Linked DNA regions of Mus musculus: all the other regions are linked to region 1. The links are chromatin contacts, called in public HiChIP or PLAC-seq and promoter capture Hi-C maps. All regions are on one chromosome and are shown on one strand. Each heading gives the region's core, a stretch centred on a gene start, on an enhancer-like site or on the middle of the called end of the contact. The rest is flanking DNA. Distances are from core to core; before and after follow the strand shown. Region 1 holds the start of Strip2 (striatin interacting protein 2). Region 2 holds the start of Tspan33 (tetraspanin 33). Region 3 holds the start of Ahcyl2 (S-adenosylhomocysteine hydrolase-like 2).

Region 1 (3,956 bases), core at 416-2,915:
GCTAGTGTTGGTCTCTGTACAACAAATAACCAAATAGACAGATTGATCACTTTGGAAACTGTGAAATACTATTTAAATGAATCACCACAGACTAGGACTCCCTCTGCCCCTTAACGAGAATGATGACAGTTATAAGTACTGACCAATTAATTATATGAACTGTTTAAAAGGCTTTGTGTTCGATTATCTCAACCTTCTGAGTTATTCAGTGGTAACTGTTTTACAAAAGAAACTAGGTTAGTTAATTTGCCTAAAGCCACACAGATAATAAATGGAGGTACTGAAACAGACAGACAGACAATTGGCCAGACAGACACTGAAACTTGGTGGTTTTGGCCATTCACTGTCAGCCAAGTGTCTGATCTCAGGAGAGTTGGTTTTATCTCTTTTACCTTTTGTCTCTAGATGACCAGACCCCTTTTCTGCTGCTGGGGATCAATTTAGAGTCTTGTGTAAGCTACACAAGCACTCCATCACTGAGCCACATCCCCCCAACTCCGTGGCTTCTACGTAGTAAAATGAAAGGTTAGGCTCACTGTGGTAGCATATTTTGTAATCCTAACACCTGAAAAACAGAGGCAGGAGGATCAAAGCTCTCCTCAGTTACACAGTGAGTTCAAGCCCAGCCAGGGCAAGTTGTCAATAGACGTTGCCATGGGCTGTCTCAAATAATTAAATCCAGATGAAATCGAATCAAATAAAGGCTAAACCAGATGACCTTCACATCCCCTTCCACATACATTTCGTTCCCCCTGAGTCCCTGCTTGTATGCAGTTTTGCTCTTGGTTGATAGATGGAATATGGCTAGATAAAATGTAGGGGAATAATAATAATTCATTCCTTTCCATGTCCCAAGTTAGTTTTTTTTGGTTTTGGTTTTGTTTTTTTCCTAAGAAAAGGTGGAAGATATTTAAATAGCCATCCCATTAGCTGCATCCTGGGACTGCTACTCTCAAACGTCGCCCTGGTCCTATCCCAGCTTGAATCCTGTCTTTCAACCCTCCTAGAAAAGGGGCGAGCTGTTCGCGGAAGGCGCTCCCTAAGCCACCGCCATCACCCGAGGGCAGGAGATATAGCAAGGGGAAGGCTGGTGCTCCAGGCTGGTCTGGTCCAGTCCAGTGCCAGTTGCTGCAGTGTGAAGAGGGAGGGCGTGCTGCCCGCCAGCCCACCCTCCCCTCCCGCGGCAGAGCTCGGGCTCCCGCCCCTCCGTCCAGTCCCTGCACCTCTATGCGCTGGTTCCCCATCGGTACACCGGGATCCAAATTCCGGCTTCACCGGGCGGCAGCTGTCAAGTATCTGGAAAGTATCTGTTACGCTCTTCGCGCCGGTTAGGAAAACCGCAGGCCAAGGCAAGAAAGCGGGCGACCCGCAGCGGGAAGGGACCGGGCTGAGGGCCGCTCCACCTCAGCCGCCGCTTCCCGCTGGCGGATACCTCCGGGTTCCTCACCTCCGACTCCCGCCGCTGGTTGCGGAACGTTTCCCTGCCCTTGGGCACGGCCGGCTTCCCTTTGCCGCCGTTGCCGTTCCCGTTCCCATTGCCGTTCCCGTTGCCGTTGTCATTAGCAGGAGAGCCGGCGGGCCCCGGTGCCGCGGGGTCGTCCATGCTGGGAAGGTTCCCTTCAGCGGTTCGCCTCAGCGGCTCCCTACCGTAGCTCCAAGATCTCTGCCCAGGGCGACCCCGCCACAGCGCGCGCCCGGGACCAGGCCCCGCCCCCTGAACTCCGATTGGCTGTAACTACTCTCCGAGGCCCCGCCCCGAGATGCGATTGGCTAATCAGCCATCCAGAGGCGGGGGCTCTTTCAAGGAATATTTTCCCCATGGACCCCCGGCATTTTTACTGCTCAGTTGCTGGTAGCCTGGGACTAGTAGACTCCACGTCCAGCTCCACGATTCGAATTCTGAACCCTGAGCGCAAGGCGGCTTAGCTCCGTGCTGCATGCTCTTTTCAGTGCTGTTCCTGTCCCACATAGCAGCCTTTTCCTGAGAGCCCTAGTCCATCCCTGGTCCAAAGTGCCTACGTTTCGGCGGTACTAGACCCGGACCCCCTCATCCAGGCTGCTGCACGCCTGTGACATCCCGCTTTGTCGCAGAAAGGGCTTGGCCTTCAGGATAACCTGAGCCACCACACCATAAACTTACCCTCTCAGGAAGCTTTCGGAAGAGAACTCTTGGAGGAGAGAATGAGAGTTGCGGGGAGGGACCTAACTGAAATCCCTGAGGGCTGCTCCCTGTCATTTGTCCCTAGCTGTGTGGGCGCCTTCTTTTTGGTGCGAATAGATGGCAAGCTCCCACCCTCACCCGCTGCTCTTTCCTTCCCATTTCTAAAACAATCCTAATCTAAGTCTAAGATGTTGAGTTCGATCCCCGGGTCCTCACTTGGTGGAAGGAGAGAATGAACAGCCAAAAGTTGTCCTTTGACACCAGACCTCCACACATGCTCCTGGTGTCCTCCCCGATTCCCATATACAAACAAATAAATATTTAAATTGAAAAGAAAAAAAAATCCTACGCCCTAAGAGCTAAAAGTAACCAGAAGGTAACCGGGTAGTTGAAGGCTGTGGATTCGGCTCTCTCCCGAATACAATTTAAATATATTGGCAGGTCTGGCTTGACAATGGATGAAGGGAATGGGAGGGACCAAATCGCTATGGTAACCCATGACTTTAAGACAGTGAAAGGATCATTGAGTTGGGACTGTGCCAAGCGTTGTATGTGTTTTCTTGGTACCACACCTCTTCCGGACAGGTTATTTTTTACGAATCCAGTTTTTATTGATGAGGAAATTCTGAAGCACAGAGAACACCCAAGGATTACATTAAGTCTTGTCTCAGTGTGGTAAGTATGCTGCTCTATAGAAGAAACTTCCGTTCACTTGGTTTACTTCAGTCTTGGCGTTTCAATTGCTGTGATAAAAATCCATGACCAAAAGTAACTTGGGTAAGAGAGGGTTTGTTTCATCTGATAGCCTACAGCTCATTACCTAGGGAAGCAGGAACTGTGCTTTCTGGCTTGTCCCTCCTCGCTTTTTAATACAACTGCTTACAGTGAGCCAGGCCCTTCCACATCAACCATCAGCCAAGAAAATGCCCCATAAACTTGCGCACACACAGGTCAGACTGCTGGGGTGTTTTTCCTCAATGGAAATTCCCTCTTCCAAAATGACTCTTTCTGGTGTCAGGTTTGCACAAAACCAGCCAGCACAGCTACTGATCTTTAAGATGACTCCTACTTCTCTACATTTTTTTTTTTTTTTGATCCTCCTAACTGTATTAGGTATGTTGCTATCAAACCAACTTTGCTGGGATCCCAAATTCTAGTACTGTATTCTTCTCAACCAATGGAATTATTTCTCCTTTTCTTAGGAATAATTCCATTCTTTTTTAGACATGGTTTCACATTGTAGCTCAGAATAGCCTAGAACTATGTAGCCTAGCCATGGTAACCCTCCTTCATCCTCCTGAGTACTGGAACTACAGACATGAGACTTTGTACAGATCTTAACCCCATTTCTTTAAAAAAATATATTATTTATGCATATGAGTCTTTTGTCTGTGCAGCAAATGCTTCCTGGTGCCCATGGAGGCTAGAAGAGGGAAGATGTCCTGGGACTCGAGTTACAGATGGTTGGGAGCCACCATCTCAGCTCCTCTGCAAGAGCAATTTGTGGTTTTAATGACTGAGCCATTTCCCCAGGCCCTCAACTTTTTTCTTCTTTACCTTTCTGCTAGTTGGCAGGTGATAGGGGGAAGGAGGACATCAACCAAGACCATATTCTTTGGAGATTTCTGGGTACTTTTCATGGTCCCCAACATTTCACCAGTCTTCCAGTCCCACTCCTACGCCACTGTGGATGTAAGCTTCTTCGTAGGGTCAAGCTTCATTGTGATTTTTTTTCCCTAGAGCTGAGGACTGAACCCAGGGCCTTGAGCTTGCTAGGCAAGCGCTCTACCACTGA
Region 2 (3,956 bases), core at 448-2,947, 220 kb after region 1:
GAAGTTCAGCAACTGCTGGATTTTCTAGTTCCAAAACCGAGACTGTGACAGAAGCCCAAAACTTCAATCTTCCCAAGAGTACAATGGCTGAGAGTGAGCGTCATCACCACCCTCTGGGATGTCTCTCATTTGTCCCAATAGGCTGGCACTTATGTACCCTGTGCCTGTGCTTCACACCAGGGCCCCTGTGAAACCTTTCCAGCAGTGGCCTTGGATCTGCCTTTTCCCAGGAGGCCGTTCAGGCCCACTATTATTCCCTCTGGCAAATCTGAACTATTGGTCTCAGGCTGAAAGAGGCAAAGATGATAGGCTTCTGGGCTGCAGCTTTGGTGCAGTAGAAGCTGGCAGAAGAATGGAGAGATGGGGAAGGACTTCCCCTTGTTATCAAATCCAGAGGGGCCCACGCACTCTCTGGCTATGAAACAGGACTCAGCTAGCATTCTCTAATGGGCTCCCCCTCCCCCTGAATTCTCAGCCCTCTCCTGCCATCCCCCAATACACTGCATTAGATTTTTGCTGGGAGGAAGGGCAGGCCTGTGGACTTGAACATATTTACCCAGATCAGTCAAATCAATAAGGATGGTAGAGAGGGGACGGAAATCCAGGTGTCAGGAGCTCGGGGTTAATATTGTTTACACTTTTCCACCCCAAACAAAAGATTCTGAAAGGAGCCATAGCTTCCAGCCCAACAACAACAACAACAACAACAACAAAATCCTATTTGAATCATCTGAAGCCTGTCAGCTCCAAGTAGAGAAGCTGGTCTTGAAGAAGGTAGGGCAAAGTTTAGGGCCATGCTGGGGTACACATCGGACCTGGAGACCATTCTTAACCCTTTTCAGCCCTGACAGGAGCAGACACCCGAGGCCTGCAAAAGGGACAGATATAGTCCCTTGACACAAGCCCCTGAGGAACTGGGGCGAAGGAAGGCTTGGGGTTTCTCTTCCTTCTCTCTCCCTCCACCCCCGCCCCGCGCCCCGTATGGCCAGTCGGGCCTTCCAGCCCCCAGGCCTGAAAGTCCCTAACCATGAAATATGCCCATGGGGCTGTCCAGCCAGCTCTTTCTTTCCCCAAACCCTTTTTATTTCATGGCCTGACACAGATCCTCATCCCTGCTAAAGCTTCATCCCTGGCAGCAAGGATGATTGCCCACCTCTTAACGTCCCCTTTTGACACGGCGCCACTGTGGTTTTCCTCCCCCGGAGAAATGCCCCCAAGTGTCACCAGCTCAGAAAACTACGAAGCACCACTCGACACGCTCCTGGGCACCGGGCAGCCCAGGCCAAACCTCCCAGCCTCAGGCAGCCCCCTCGGCGCTCCAGAGATGCCCGAGAGTCCGGGTGCCCCCTGACCCCCCGAATCTCACCCAGAAGAGCATGTTGAAGAAGAAGAGCAGGTATTTCACCAGCGGGCTGACGAAGGAGAACTCGTCCCCGTAGGCAGCCGGCACGCCAGGTCTCCGCGCCATGGTCCGCCGCTGCCCCCGGGGGGCCTATCTCCCAGCGGCCACCGGCCCACCTGTGCGCCCTGCAGCCCGGGGCGGGAGCCGCGGGGCCACGGGGACCCGAACGCCGGGGCAGCCGCGCCGCGCCGGGAGCCGCCCGAACCGTGCGTCGGGGAGCCGCGCGGCCAGGGAACGGCGCCGCCGCTGAAGCCGCGGCGGGCAGCGTGAGCAGCGGAGACTCCACCGCGGCCGCAGACCAGCTTGGCCCGCCCGGCTCTCAGGAAACCGGGCCCGCCCCCCGGACGGCCATTGGTGAGGCTGCCCGAGGCTGACTTCTCATTGGTCGGCGGCCCATGTCACTAAGCAGCCAGCCATCCCTCTCCTCCGAGAGGCGGGGGAGACACCTGTTCTGTGAGGGACAACTTGCTAAAGGGTCAGTGGTTCTGCTTCTGCCCGCCTAGACGGAAAGCCTGCAGGCTGCAGCTGCTTAAGGGAAAAAGAATGAGGAAAAGGAATGTTTCCTGCATCCCACACCCACGTCCTCTGCCCAGTTGCTGTGCACGCACGCAAACACACGTACGTTAAAATCAACAAGTACGCACTTTGTGTGTTGAGCAATTCGTTAAACGCTGTGGGAATAGAAAAGAAGGTTGATCCTCAGGGATCAAGACAATAAAATCAGAGTGACAAATGACAGGTACTAACAACCAGAAAGAGAAGAATAAATACCCCTGCTTAGCAATCAAATACTTTAAATGCTCGTTTTAAAAGCCTCATAACCTAACAGTGGAATTCTCAAACCATCCTTTTCTCTCATTACCGTCCAACCTCTCTATCCAAACCCTCTCAGAACGTTTGTTTACGTGGAGACACCGGTTTTTTGTTTTTAATTTTGTTTTGTTTTGTGTTTGGCATGTTAATAGGATATGCACAGATTGACTCCCAAGTACAATGTGGTGTACATTGTACTAGCTACACAAGTACGATTTTAACCTGGGGAGGAGTCTGATTTTGCCATCAATAGCGTGATTCCCCAAGCTACACTTTTTGTAACGTTGAGTGGGAAAACTGCAGCGTAAGGCATTGATCAAATAAGAATCTGTTAGTGCATGCAAATGACTTACACGGAGATGGCTGATAAGGGGGCTCACTAAAATGTGGTACTTTCACTCCTTTAAAAGATTCTTTTAAAATGTGTGTGTGTGTGAGTGTGTGTGTGTGTGTGTGTGTGTGTGTGTGTACCACTGTGCACACAGGTGCTGATGGAAGCCAGAAAAGGATGTCAGATCCCCAGGAACTGGAGTTACCGGGATTTGTGAGCTCCTTAAGTCAGTGCTGGGAACTGAACTTTGGTCCTCTGTAAGAGCAACAAGTGCTCTTAATAACTGAGCCATATCTCTAGCCCTGGTATTTTGTTTCAATAGGATTCAAAATCCAGTGTGGAAATACAATAACTGCATGAATAACTATTATGTAATTGGAAGAAGTTGAGCACCAGAAGGTGTCATGGCGGGAGAAACGAGGAGGATGAGATTTTAGAGACAGTGGGGACGTGAAATCCAGGTGGACACAAAAAGGTGTGTCGAAGCTTGGACAGATAAAAGCAAACCGCGTGTTGTGTGGAAACTAAGCCTATCACTTTTCCCGGCTTGGTGCAGCGGTGCCTGAGAATGCAGTATGTGTTCAACTGAATGGAGGCTGTAGAAGGACTTGAGATCAGATTACTGAGTTTGTGTTGAATTGATTTGGAAATAAGAGTTTTAGAGAAGGAAATGGGGTAAGATCGCTGTTTTCAGAGAGAGTTGGAAAGAGGCTGGAGAAAGTTTAATGGCAGCACTTAGGAGGAAGGGGCAGATGAATCTCTGGGAGTTCGAGGTAAACCTGGTCTACATTTGAGTTCTAAATCAGCCAGGGGCACACAATGAGATCCTATCAAACCAGAAGGAGAAGGAGAAGGAGAAGGAGAAGGAGAAGGAGAAGGAGAAGGAGAAGGAGAAGGAGAAGGAGAAAAGAAAATTTAAAAAATCCTAGTGCTATTATTCTGCTAAATGGTCATAGTGTTAGACAGCTTCCTAAGGTTTTTATCTTTATATCCATAGGTCAGTGCATCTCTTAACCCTCATCAAAGAAGTTTCTTTTTGCAGTCGATGGAGATTAATAGAGGCCCACAACCCACCAGCATACGGGGAATAAGAGATGTGGAAGGCTCAGCTGTAAATGGGATGGCTACATTACAATATCCCTTCTCACCACAAGGCTCAGATATCACCAAGGAAGAAATGGGGGGGGGGTAAGAATGAGAGTATTTGCTGGATATGACAAGGCTGTTGTTGCACATAGGAACTTACAGTGGCTGAGACCTTATGCACAAGAGCTGTTTAGATCAAGCTAACTAAAACCCCAGCATGGATAGAGGAGAGGATCGTGGAGTTTGTTTGTTTGTTTCTTTTTTTAAAGATTTATTTATTATATGTAAGTACACTGTAGCTGTCTTCCGACACTCCAGAAGAGG
Region 3 (3,956 bases), core at 940-3,439, 150 kb after region 1:
TTTCTTTTTTTTTAATTCTTTATACAGAATCTATTGAACTACTACTAATATGTGTATTTTTTTCAGAGAAGGTCACAGTGACATATACTTAAGCAATGAGAAGTGAAATAATAAATTTTAATAAGTTATTGTTTAAGATCCTACTGTAGGTACCAAGTTCTATGTGATGACCATAAACATTTTTAATCTTTAATCATAATTAGTACCCCCATTTTATTGGAGAAATTACCTTATAGACTTATTCAAAAGTTAAATCTGGGGAAGGGAGTACTATGTTCAAACTTAGGTCTGCACCTAAGTATAAACTTCACTCTAAAAGTAAATTGTTAAACATTTTACCCTTAAAAGAACTAAATTACAAACTTTAGGGAAAAAAAAAAAACAGTCACAAGAAAAAGATTTGGCCAAAGCTACAAACCATCTTAACAAGTGAGAAATAGGCTTTGGATTTCCTAATTTTGACCTAAGTACTTCCAGCACTAGCCCAGGCTGCATCTTTTAAGTGTAATTCCTCCATTTAACTATAATTGCATGGAGAGGGGAGGACAACACACCAAACTGCAAAGGACACAGCATGCCCTAAAGCACTGTTAAATTCCTTCAGTCTTGCCTCTGACATCATTTAGCACTACCAAATGAAAAAGTTAACTGCCCTAAGTCATGAGGTAATTACAACAAAATGTTTTGCTGGAGCCAAGGTTCACCTAAACTCTACATAGTAAACCCAATGTACACTTCATATCTTTTTTTACTGTTGTTCTGACGGAACAAAATGCACCCATTATAATGGGAAAAAACGTAAATCATTGTGTTCATACTGTTCCCAAGAAATGAAAGCCACATTTTTTTTTAGATGATCCACAGATCTTGTCTTTTACCTCTTGTGCTGACATCAATAAATGGGAGAAAAAACGAGGGGAGTGGGTAAAGGGTATAGCCAATATATAAATAATTCGGGGGTACCATCATTACACGTTTCTATTTATGAAGGAAGCCGACAGCCCCAAACGATTACTTTCCTCAAAGTAGCAAGCATTTCTTCCTAACACTTTCTGCTCACGATAAAGATATGAATAAAATAAGCATTCTCTTCAGGTACAATCTGGTAATCCTAGAGACCAGCCCTCTTCAGGGTGAATGAAGCATCTTTCCATTACCGGTCTACAATCGCAGTACAAGAGAATTGCAATGGCTAGAAAGGAAGGGCACAGATCAGTACTACCCTGTGGAGAGCTGTTGGCCACAGAAAGGCAGAAAGTCATCATCTGTACAGAAGCCAGGCAACTCAGAGGGTTTCCCGAGCTCTCATGAGAGAGAGCTAACTACAGCTTCCTCGTTCTCCAAGGAAAAAGATCTTGCTATCCTTATCGCTGGAGGGAAGGTTTTTCTATGCCACCGAACAGTCCGGAAAATTACACGCGGGAGTGTGCTGGAGGCGCCGGGTGTAGTAGTAGGTGCTTCTCCTCCCCCTGCCTCGTTCAAGTAGTAGTGAAGGGCGCTACCTCCATGTTATTAGTAAAGTACGCCCGTGGTACCTAGAGGCTTCGCTTCGCAGCGGAGCACCGGGTGGCGGCCGCTCTAAGAGCGGGTTCAAGGGTGGGAGAAGACTCTCGGCTCCACGATCTAGAGGGTGTGGAACCGGGTGCCGCCGTGCCCTGAAGGGCCGCCACTCCCGTGCCCGCCCTCCCCGCCTCTCCGAGAAGCGAGGCAGCCCGACCCCAGTACCTTCTTGACCGTGCGCGGCGCCTCGGTGACCGTGCCGTCGGGGCTGACCAAGGCCTCGCCGCCGTCGCGATGCCGCTGGTGCTGGTGATGAGGGTCGCTCCGCTTCATGGCGGACGCTTGAGGGACCTTCCCGGCCGCAGGGCTCAGAGCCGCGGTGGGCCCCGAGCCCGGGCCGGGGGCCGGGGGCCGCTCCGCCGCGGGAGCCGGAGCTGGAGCCTCTGGGTCCCCGCCACCCGCTGGGGGTACCATGGCGCCCACGGCCGCCGCGCTCAGTCCCAACTGGGGCTCCGCCTCGGAGGGGCTCAGATCCTTCAGCTCCACCTCAGGCACCTTGGCGGCTGCCGCTGCTGACACAACCTGCACCGACATCACCGCCTCCACTGCAACCGCCGACTCTGACTCTCGCACCAGCTCCCACTCGGCCCCGCCTCCCGCCTCCCTTCCCCTTCCCTCCCCCATACCCCCACTCCTCCCCTCCATCGCCTCCGCTCCCACCCCCTTCCTCCGCCCGCCCGCTCGCTCGCCGCCAGCCCGGCCTCTCGAGCCTCGCCCCACCCCTGTCTGACTCACGCGCGAGGCGCCACAGAACCTGTAGTGCGCTTGCTCCGGGTTGCACGCGACTAGAAGACCGTGGGACCTCAGCAACCAACTTGCACTGCGCTCGCCTCGCGGGGGGGTGGGTGGGGGATAGGCCGCAGAGTCCCCTGGGAGTTGTAGTCCTTTCGTCCCTCCTCCGGAAAGTAGTTTTTGATGGAGAGGGAACTCCCAGGACAGCGACTAACAGAAAAGTATAAAAACGGATGACGCGACGGAATAGATGAGGAGAATGTCTCCAGAGGGGTTGTGGTTTCCGGAAAGGAATGCCAGAAACCCCAGGGAAAGTGGGGGGCAAGAATGACTCGCTCCCCTGACGGCGTGAATTTCCTCCGGAGTGTGCGCATGTGTGCTATCACGTGGGCGGCCTTTAAAGGAAAAGCGGCAGGTCAGGTGAGATGAATTCCGGCTCCAGGCTAGAAGGCATGGGGTTTCTCCATTCCGTTCCGAGCCTTTCTTCAGTGGGTTGGTTTCTAGAAGAAAAGAAATAAGCCATTTCCTGCTGTCATGCTTTCTGGCGTACTCTTGAATTAAGTAACTAAAATCAAATCCCCAAAGAAAGAAATCTCGTCAGGGTATGGTGGAGTACGCAGTAATAATTTGAACATCTGAAGTGTATGCGTCACCAGTGATAATAGTTCGAGGCCAGCTGAGCTATGAAGCAAGGCCCTGTCTTTAAAAAAAAAAAAAAAAAAGTTAATTCTACCGCACACATGTAATTAAAGGACCAGAAAAGAACTGGGAATCTACCCTGGGCCCTCTAAATGAGCAACAAATTCAATTAACTTTTGACCAGATCACCAGCTGCCAGTTTTATTTTTAATAACAAAAATAAAATAAAATTGCGTACCATTTGGTCATAGTGGTAAGCCCAACACTCAGGAGACAGAGACCTGAGAATCAGAAATGTGTTGAGGTTAGCTTTGACTGCTTAGCCAAAGCCTGTCACAAAAAGAAGAAACTTACCTGAAAGTAATGTTCTACTGATGATAGAATTTTTTTTCTTTTAAGAAGAGTTCTCCAATAGTCTTTTAATGATAAAAGGAAATAAATGCTTATAATTTTAAAAATCAGACTAAAAGCCAGGCGGTGGTGGCATAAGCCTTTAATCCCAGCACTTGGGAGGCAGAGGCAGGCAGCCTGGTCTACAGAGCAATTTCCAGGACAGCCAGGACTACACAGAGATACCCTGGCGGGGAAGGGGAAGGGGCATATAACAACATCAAGATGGCTTATCAGTTAAGAGCATCTGCTGCTCTTCCAGAGGTCTGGAGTTCAAGTCCCAGCAACCACATGGTGGCTCACAACCAACTATAGTGGTGATCTGATGCCCTCTTCTGACCTGCAGATGTACAAGCAGTTAGAGCACACATATACATTACAGAAAGAGGGAGGAAGGAAGTTAGACTAAAAAGTAGGAGACAACACCATACTTTCTAGGGATTTGAGAGTTGGCTCAAAATTTATGAGCCCTTGCTGTAATTTGTTCCCAACAACTACATTGGGCAACTCACAACCACCTGCAACTCCAGCTCCAGGGGGTGTGACACCCTCTTGTCCTACAGACACACACATATGCATAAGCTTAAAAATTATTTTAGTTGCACATTCTTTAAATTTTTATGTGAATATTACCT

Evidence for each region. Promoter capture Hi-C pulls out the DNA fragments that hold promoters and counts their contacts. HiChIP or PLAC-seq counts read pairs in DNA pulled down with a chosen protein or histone mark.
Region 2: a contact with region 1 is called in a promoter capture Hi-C map of stem cell-derived epiblast-like cells, with 5 times the contacts expected there. The contact joins the promoter of Tspan33 here to the promoter of Strip2 in region 1. A contact is called at or near these places in 17 of 39 promoter capture datasets (the 3T3-L1 cell line, 3T3-L1-derived adipocytes, the C10 cell line and 10 more), 1 of 484 Hi-C or Micro-C datasets (embryonic stem cells), 2 of 115 datasets of contacts at active chromatin or transcription factors (bone marrow-derived dendritic cells and embryonic stem cells) and 3 of 9 other capture datasets (embryonic stem cells, liver and pancreatic islet).
Region 3: an H3K4me3 HiChIP or PLAC-seq map of embryonic stem cells shows a contact between it and region 1, with 44 read pairs. The contact joins the promoter of Ahcyl2 here to the promoter of Strip2 in region 1. A contact is called at or near these places in 10 of 39 promoter capture datasets (3T3-L1-derived adipocytes, cranial neural crest, embryonic stem cells and 7 more), 17 of 484 Hi-C or Micro-C datasets (B cells, the G1E-ER4 cell line, LSK cells and 7 more), 11 of 115 datasets of contacts at active chromatin or transcription factors (the SCID.adh cell line, bone marrow-derived macrophages, effector CD8 T cells and 2 more) and 2 of 9 other capture datasets (adipose tissue and liver).

What each region holds. Positions count from the first base shown.
Region 1 is chr6:29,914,722-29,918,677 of GRCm38.p6, reverse strand. Strip2 (striatin interacting protein 2) reads right to left here and starts at 1,665. Exons shown (of 21, transcript NM_177204.3): 1 at 1,448-1,665. The coding sequence starts at 1,603.
Region 2 is chr6:29,691,955-29,695,910 of GRCm38.p6, reverse strand. Tspan33 (tetraspanin 33) reads right to left here and starts at 1,697. Exons shown (of 8, transcript NM_146173.3): 1 at 1,367-1,697. The coding sequence starts at 1,468.
Region 3 is chr6:29,766,676-29,770,631 of GRCm38.p6, reverse strand. Ahcyl2 (S-adenosylhomocysteine hydrolase-like 2) reads right to left here and starts at 2,189. Exons shown (of 17, transcript NM_001171000.2): 1 at 1,726-2,189. The coding sequence starts at 2,094.